Linked DNA regions of Mus musculus: region 1 is linked to region 2. Evidence: chromatin contacts called from public Hi-C data. All regions are on one chromosome and are shown on one strand. Each heading gives the region's core, a stretch centred on a gene start, on an enhancer-like site or on the middle of the called end of the contact. The rest is flanking DNA. Distances are from core to core; before and after follow the strand shown. Region 1 has its middle 16 kb from the start of n-THgtg10. Region 2 overlaps Gm11266 (predicted gene 11266).

Region 1 (3,491 bases), core at 571-3,070, 130 kb before region 2:
CTCTCTCTTCCATGAAATCACAGCTTCATCCTCCATAGCAAACACTGAATTATTCATGGCTTTTATTACTCCACACATATTTAACCTGAGTGACTTAGGCTTCAAAAGTAGATAATTAAACATTTAATTACATTACATTAAACTCAAGATCTTTGTGGTTGACATCATGATGCACACAGATTTATATTCCCTTGGGCTTGGGCATACGTTAAATTCTTGTGTATTTGCATCATACCGTCTGTGTCCATTCATTCGGTCCAAGCCCATCACCAACTGTGTATTGCAGGCCCGTGTGTACCAGGCACTGAGACTTATCAGACATTTATATCAAACAAAACTACATTAACTATCATTAACTAAGGGTTGCTGGTATCATATGTCTATCTACACAGAGCTCTGTCTGTGCTCCACCACTTTACTTCAGGACCCATTCATCGCCTCCCTGGAGAGAGGATCAGCCCTGTCTTGGGCTGAGGGTACAGGAAAAACAGAATGAACACACGGGATTCAGTATTCCAACAAATTCTTGTTAGCATGATCCCCACTGGTAAGTCAGAGAGAAGCTCGGCTACACATTATTATGGTGTCAGTTTGCATGGTTTGGGGTGACACCTTTGCACAGATGCAGCATATGCCTTGATCTTTACAACCTGGATGAAGATGTCTCACAGAAGTCTTGATCTGTATTTTTAGCTATGTATTTGTAATGTGTGTGTGTGTGTGTGTGTGTGTGTGTGGTATATGTGTGTGTATATTGTATCTTCTTTGATCTGAAAACAACACTGCTTTCAAAAGAGGTAATTATACAACCAGGGAATGTTGTAATCACTTCAGGTAGGAATGCACCCTTATCCCAAACATATAATTATTAGATAACTTCCAGGTCTCTAAGATGACATTACTCTCGGTTATTTACTAGGAAATAAATGAGTAAACTAATAATGGCGTTGGGGTCTTAGTCCTGCCTTCTTAACGTATGCTTCAGAAGAGAGCCTTTGTAATTCTGTCTCCCTACCATATGTCTCTGTTGACATTAAAGTGCTTAGTTCCAAATGAGTTGGCTTCATTCAAGCATCTTAATTCAAGAGTGGATGATTAGATCGCAAGCTAAAACCCTATTAGGATGGAAGCACTTGTATTTTTGAAAGGTATTAAGAGAACATCCGAGTGTGGCTGCAGATAAATCTTCCCTATCTCATAGTAGGCTGACAAAAAAATAATCTCATTTGATCCTCAAATGGGTTACAGACTAGCCCCTTGTTCCAATTAAGCGCCAAACAAGAAATCAAGCCAGGGTTTGTTACACAAGCTACACACTATGAAGACTCAAGTTTTATTCTTTGGTAGCACTCATTTTAGAGATCCTGTCCCCAAGCACTCAAAGCCTGAGAGGACCAAATACCTTTTATATGATGAAGGAAAAAATAGTTGGAAGATTCGGAGATGAGAGCAGAAGCCCACCTCTATGGGACCCATAGCCTGAACATCACTGAGTGGCAGCTTCGTGCAAGGTCAGGGTCTCTTAAGAAACCCTGTGGTAGAAAGCAATCTGTGTAAGTAGAAATGGACAGACCACATCACACATATTTTCAACCCCTTTGAGAAAGCTTGGGCTGGTGTGTATATGCTATGGTTTTATTTTATTATTTTTTTTCTTTATTTAAGCACGTGTGGTCCTAACTAATAGGATTCATCCCTTCTCCTCCCCTCTTCCAGCTAATTTGCTTTAGTCCCTGTGTAATCCTGTCATCAGCAGGGTACAGGGATCTTCGTATGGGGAATGTGAAAATCGTTTGATAACCATCTGCCTAATGTTTTGGCAGATATTTGTCTAGCTAACAGGACGACTGCCACGTTGGGATGCCTCATCAGGATGAGGCATGTCTATGAGGGGATGGGGGAGAATATAAAGTTTCAGGATTGAGAGTTCCTAATTACATTTTGACAGGTGACCTGATGTGCTCTAGCTAGAAGAAAGGAAGGCAAGATTAATCTATCATGATATGATTTCAAAGGCACCTGTTAGTTTCCTCCCATCCCTTCTCCCTTCCTCTCTTGCCCCCTCTCCTCTTCTATTTCTTCCTTCCTTGTTTCTTTCCCTCCTCCTCCTTGATATTTTCTCTTCTCTCCCCCCTCTTTTTTCTATTTTTATATGAAAATATTGTGGAGATAATGACTCCAAAAAGATGGGCTTTGTAAAGTGCCTGGAGAGGTTTAATGGTAGCACAGGCTTCCGTCTGGATAATCCCTGGCTGGTTTTCTTCTGGTTCTCATCATTGTTGACAGATACTTTATTGCTCTCTAGAAACACTGATAACAATGAATGAAGAAGAAAAAGAAGGGACTTTTATAAGAACTGGAATGAGCCAGGGATAGTGGCACACACCTATATATAGTCTTAGCTCCGGGGAGGGCAGAGGCGGGAGAGTCACCATAAGTGTGAGGTCAGGCTGATCTGGGATAATGGCTGGTACTGTAACTTAACCGAAGGACTAAATCAAACCTGGAGTCAGTTAAAACTGCTCCAGTTGGACAACCGGTCTAGAACACGGGTTCTCAACCTGTGGGTCTCGACCCCTTCAGAAGCGGAATGTTCCTTCACAAGGGTAGCATATCATATACTCTACATCGCAGACATTTACATTATAATCCATAACTAACAAAAATACAGTTACGAAGTAACAATAAAAATAATTCTATGGTTGGGGGTCACCACAACGTCTTAAAGGTTCACAGCATTAAGGGTTGAGAACCACTGGCGTAGACTGGTGTGATTCTGTTATGGAAGGTATTTGGAGACTGACTATATATTTGACTAAGATAAGATAACAAATTACAGTTAGTTTGTTATTAACTATTGGTTATTTTATTAGCTGGCATGCTATTGTGTTGTGGTTTTTAATTAATTATGCTTTCCATATACATATGTTTAAAACCTTTATCTGTTAGAGGTATATACTGACTTGGCTAAATCAGTTCTAAAGTTGGGCAGGGACACATAAGGGACCAACATACTTGCTTATTTTCGTATAAGATTAAACATGCTTCATAATAAAATTTAAAAGAAGAAAAATTATTATAAATTATGTCACGTGTACAAAGAATAGTTTAATAAACAACTACCTACCCACTAACCAGCTAAAGATTTAAAACATATCAAGGTATCTGAAGAAAACAAATAATAAAACAGCTTTATACTGGTTTTGCCTCAATTATCCAGCTGTGTTTGTGAGGTCCCATGGGGAGAGTAGCTGCTGGTGTCAACTCATTAAAATGAGTAACACCTCACGTGTTCAGTCCAGCTGGCCAGAGTGGACCTGGCTTCAGGCTTCACTGTGTTGCCATGGAGCTAACTCAGGCTCGAGAATCAAGAACACCTGGGCTAAAATCCCTGCCTTAAACACAATTGTCCCGCCCCGAGTAAGGTGCCAGACTTCAAGTCCCATGACCTCATCTGTAAAAATATGATTATTGACATCACCCTTGAAAAT
Region 2 (3,403 bases), core at 333-2,832:
CTCAGTCAGCGGCCCAGGGTTCAGTACAGACTTTTATTTAGTGCAGTGCGATGGTATGTGGCTTTCAAAGGATCCGTCTTGTTTGCATTTCGTGTTAGTCCTTTGCAAGCTCCCGCCTAACTCCACGCGCACAATTTATTTCCTGTCCCTGTGTGTAAAGCGACTATTTTACTCCTTTTCTCAAGGCCATATTGTTGTTTTAAAGATTGAACGATGGTGTTGAATTTTCAGAACTAACCTAAATGCGTCTTTTCTAAGCGTTGACAACTTTAGCACACTTATGGCGGGAATGAGCGAATTATACTAAATCCAAGCAGTGTGGAACCCGGCAAACCACCACCCACCCCATCCCATCCCGATCTGGCTCTCCTTTCCCCCTCTCTCCCTTTACTGTTGTGGGGAAAATTATAAATAATACTTAGCTGCCCATATAGTCCAGTTCTTTTTTTATTTTTATTCTATAATGAAAGCACCTTACTTCACCGCTAGGTACCTCTTTGTTCTATATTCTTATTTAAAATGCAGTTTCAAATGCAAAAAGTTCTACTTAGCTCCCATTGATGTGTAAAGAGCTTTTAAAATTGGTGTCTCTCTAAAGTTTTGCTCACTCGTCCGTCCACACCCCGTTTCAGTAAGGAATTGTTAGCCCTTCTCCCTTCAGCACCCCCAACTCTTTAAAAAAAACGGGGGGGGCATTATGATGGATTTCTTCCTGCTCCTGTTAATGCGTCTTTCCCACCCCACTGGTTTCTGCCCTAGCCCAAGATCTCCCTCTGCCTAAATCTGTGTGTGCTTGTCTGTGGCTCTGCCTTCTCCCTTGTCCTCTTCGACTAGAGTCTGGGACACATTTTAATGCACAATATCCCATCCATTAAGTTGTGGTTGAATGCGGAGTGTGTGAAGACTTGGCAGCTTTCAGGTTGAAGGGGGCGGGGAAGCCAGTTTCGACTTTGACACAAGATGCCGCGGTGGCGTGATCTGAATTATTATTAGGTCTGTGAACATGGCCATCTTCCCCTCCTGGTTGGAAGAACTGCCATTGAACTTGAGACAGAACAGACAAGATCTCCAGGTTTTCCTTTCCCCCTCAAGTACAGTAGCTGGCAGAGAAAAGGCGCCAAAATACACAAGATTAACTGACTTTCTTTGAACGGGTCTCATAGCACCCTTTTGTAACTATAACTTCCAACGGGAGGGGGGGGGCGTTAACTTTTGAACCCATATTCGAACAGACATTTAAATCAGCCCTAAAGTGGAATAAGTCCAGAAAGTCATACCCGCATGTTTCTGCGGTTAGAAAGAATGCACGTGTCAATAAGCAGGGTGCATGTGTGCACGTGAGGCGGTGAGGAGGGGCTGGAGATTTAATCAAAATCAGAATGAGTGACTTCCCGGTGTGTTCACTGTACTGGGAAGCCTGTTGTGAAGCTAAGAGGCTGACCTTTGGGCAGCTTAAGTAAAAACTGCAAAGGGTTGTGAAACGCAAAAACGCTGTGGTTTCCAGTTTTACATCTGAGGTTTAATGTTTTTATTTAATGGTATGAGGGATGGAGAGAGCGCAGGCGCTGAAAAGTCCCTATTAAATCATATGTGGTCAAAGGTCAAACACTCCGACTCACTGATACAATATACTGGAGATTCCTGTCTAGTGATGGGGAGCGCAGAAAAAAAAAAAAAAACGCTTGGGCAATAAAAGTATTAGAATGGTAATTATCGTCCGTGGTCAGGGCTGCATTCTTCTGCACTGGGCAAAGGTTTTTACTGGCCCTGATGAATTTTAAAGCCGAGTATTGTTGAAAGCTATTTTAACAGGAAATTGATTAGCTGAGTGTTTCATACAATAAATGGTGACAGATTCATTGTTTGATGTGCAGAATAAATTCCTTTTATTCTTTAGACAGCACAGGCATCCGCTTAGTTTTAACATGGTCAGGCTGAGCAGCAGCATAATTTTGAGTGGATGTAATGTTACACATCTGTAACTTTGTTGACTTGTGTGGCATCACAGAGCCTGACAGTATTTGAAATTTACTAGCTTGCTGTGTTCGGATACATTCAGGGATTTTTTTTTTTTTTTGTTGTTGTTGTTTCTGAATATATACTTTGTTTAGGCCCACTTGTTTATATTCTTTTTTTTTAAACTTCTTATATTGTCATTTGAAATGTAGGTGGAGAAATCCCCTTATTGTGCATTATTTTGATTTGAAATAGAACAGCAGCTTTTCAAAGGAGAACCAGAAAAAGGAATACAGAGGTTTAAGATGGCCTGTAGCCACCTCTAATGCTACAGTGTTAAGACTACTTGGGTGTTTTCGACAGACCTTTCTGAACGTCTGTGTCTTCATAGGTCACAGCATATATGCAGACAAGCTGCAAGTTTACTCATCCAGATAAAAGGATGTAGGGTTTTACTTTAAAGGGAATCTATTGAGAAAAGGTCAAGCCTGCAGCATCAGCAGAAAAGATACACTGTGTATGGAACCTCTGTGCTGTGCACACAGCCAGGCAACTGTGACAGAAATTTTGAAACTCCAGAATAAGTCAGACAAAAGTTTCAGGCCAGCTGCTGACTCTGTAGCCCGGGACCAAATGATTTCAAACTTGGGAAATCTCTCATTGTGCTGGATTCATTTCTGTGGAGAAATTGTGACCAGTGAACCTACATGGAGGCCTTTGGACTGGTCCCTGTTCCCATTCACAGTGGTAGCCTGCAACTGTGTCCCGGATGCAGACCTGCTTAGTGGGATTTCTTTTTAATACTTAAGTACAGGCATTTCAGCAGCGGCATTATTAACAGCGTCATTTTTTCTCATTTAGTTTTGTCCTCAGGGGAGACCAAACAGCTCCCAGAGGAGGGAAGAAAAGTCCAAGGTTATTTATTTAGTTGAAAAGCAAAGGACTGGCAGTAGGTGGGGGAAACTAACCAGTTGTGAACTCTCCAGTGGGGAAAAATTGCTCCCCTAATTTGACAGTAGTAGTTTAAGGGCTCAGAGAGCTGCGCGTGAGTCTGCAGTTCCTATCATGCACAGGCAGTCTTAGCACTTGCTGGCTGTTTATATATGCATTTTTTGGGTGGGTGGGGGGGGGAGGGTTTTGGTGTTGTGACTAGTGGATATAAATCTATGTTTTTCAGGCTATCCTTGGAGGAAAGAAAGGTCCCTGGGTATGACACAGTGGACACCTGCAGTTCTGCAAGCTTGCTTCCTGGGGTCAGAAGGTCATCTGTCTCTTTTGTGTTTAGCTTTTAAACCTTGATACTAGCCATGCAGCTATGGGATTGTTGAACCTCCCTGCAAATCACATGCAAGAGATAAAAAATAAAAGTAGTGGGGTACATTGGAAATGACAGCATTGTTAAGCTGGGAGAAGCCTTGCTTGAATTTGCCCAGGCTTTGCAATCTGT

The links. A called contact is a pair of places that touch in the nucleus more often than the background predicts.
Region 1: a contact with region 2 is called in a Hi-C map of the N1E-115 cell line, with 7 times the contacts expected there. The contact joins two enhancer-like sites. A contact is called at or near these places in 2 of 484 Hi-C or Micro-C datasets (the N1E-115 cell line and granulocyte-monocyte progenitors), 5 of 115 datasets of contacts at active chromatin or transcription factors (embryonic forebrain, embryonic limb bud, forebrain and 2 more) and 1 of 9 other capture datasets (adipose tissue).

The regions. Positions count from the first base shown.
Region 1 is chr4:82,634,405-82,637,895 of GRCm38.p6, reverse strand. No RefSeq gene overlaps it. Among named protein-coding and RNA genes, the nearest start is that of n-THgtg10, 16 kb to the right of the region's middle. Within about 2 kb of position 1,820, at least 7 of the 459 cell types and tissues checked have an H3K27ac peak or open chromatin away from gene starts, as enhancers often do. A contact at or near this core is called in the N1E-115 cell line, where this site is marked.
Region 2 is chr4:82,509,215-82,512,617 of GRCm38.p6, reverse strand. All of the region lies in intron 1 of Gm11266 (predicted gene 11266), which reads right to left. Among named protein-coding and RNA genes, the nearest start is that of Gm11266, 2.9 kb to the right of the region's middle. Within about 2 kb of position 1,582, at least 110 of the 459 cell types and tissues checked have an H3K27ac peak or open chromatin away from gene starts, as enhancers often do. A contact at or near this core is called in the N1E-115 cell line, where this site is marked.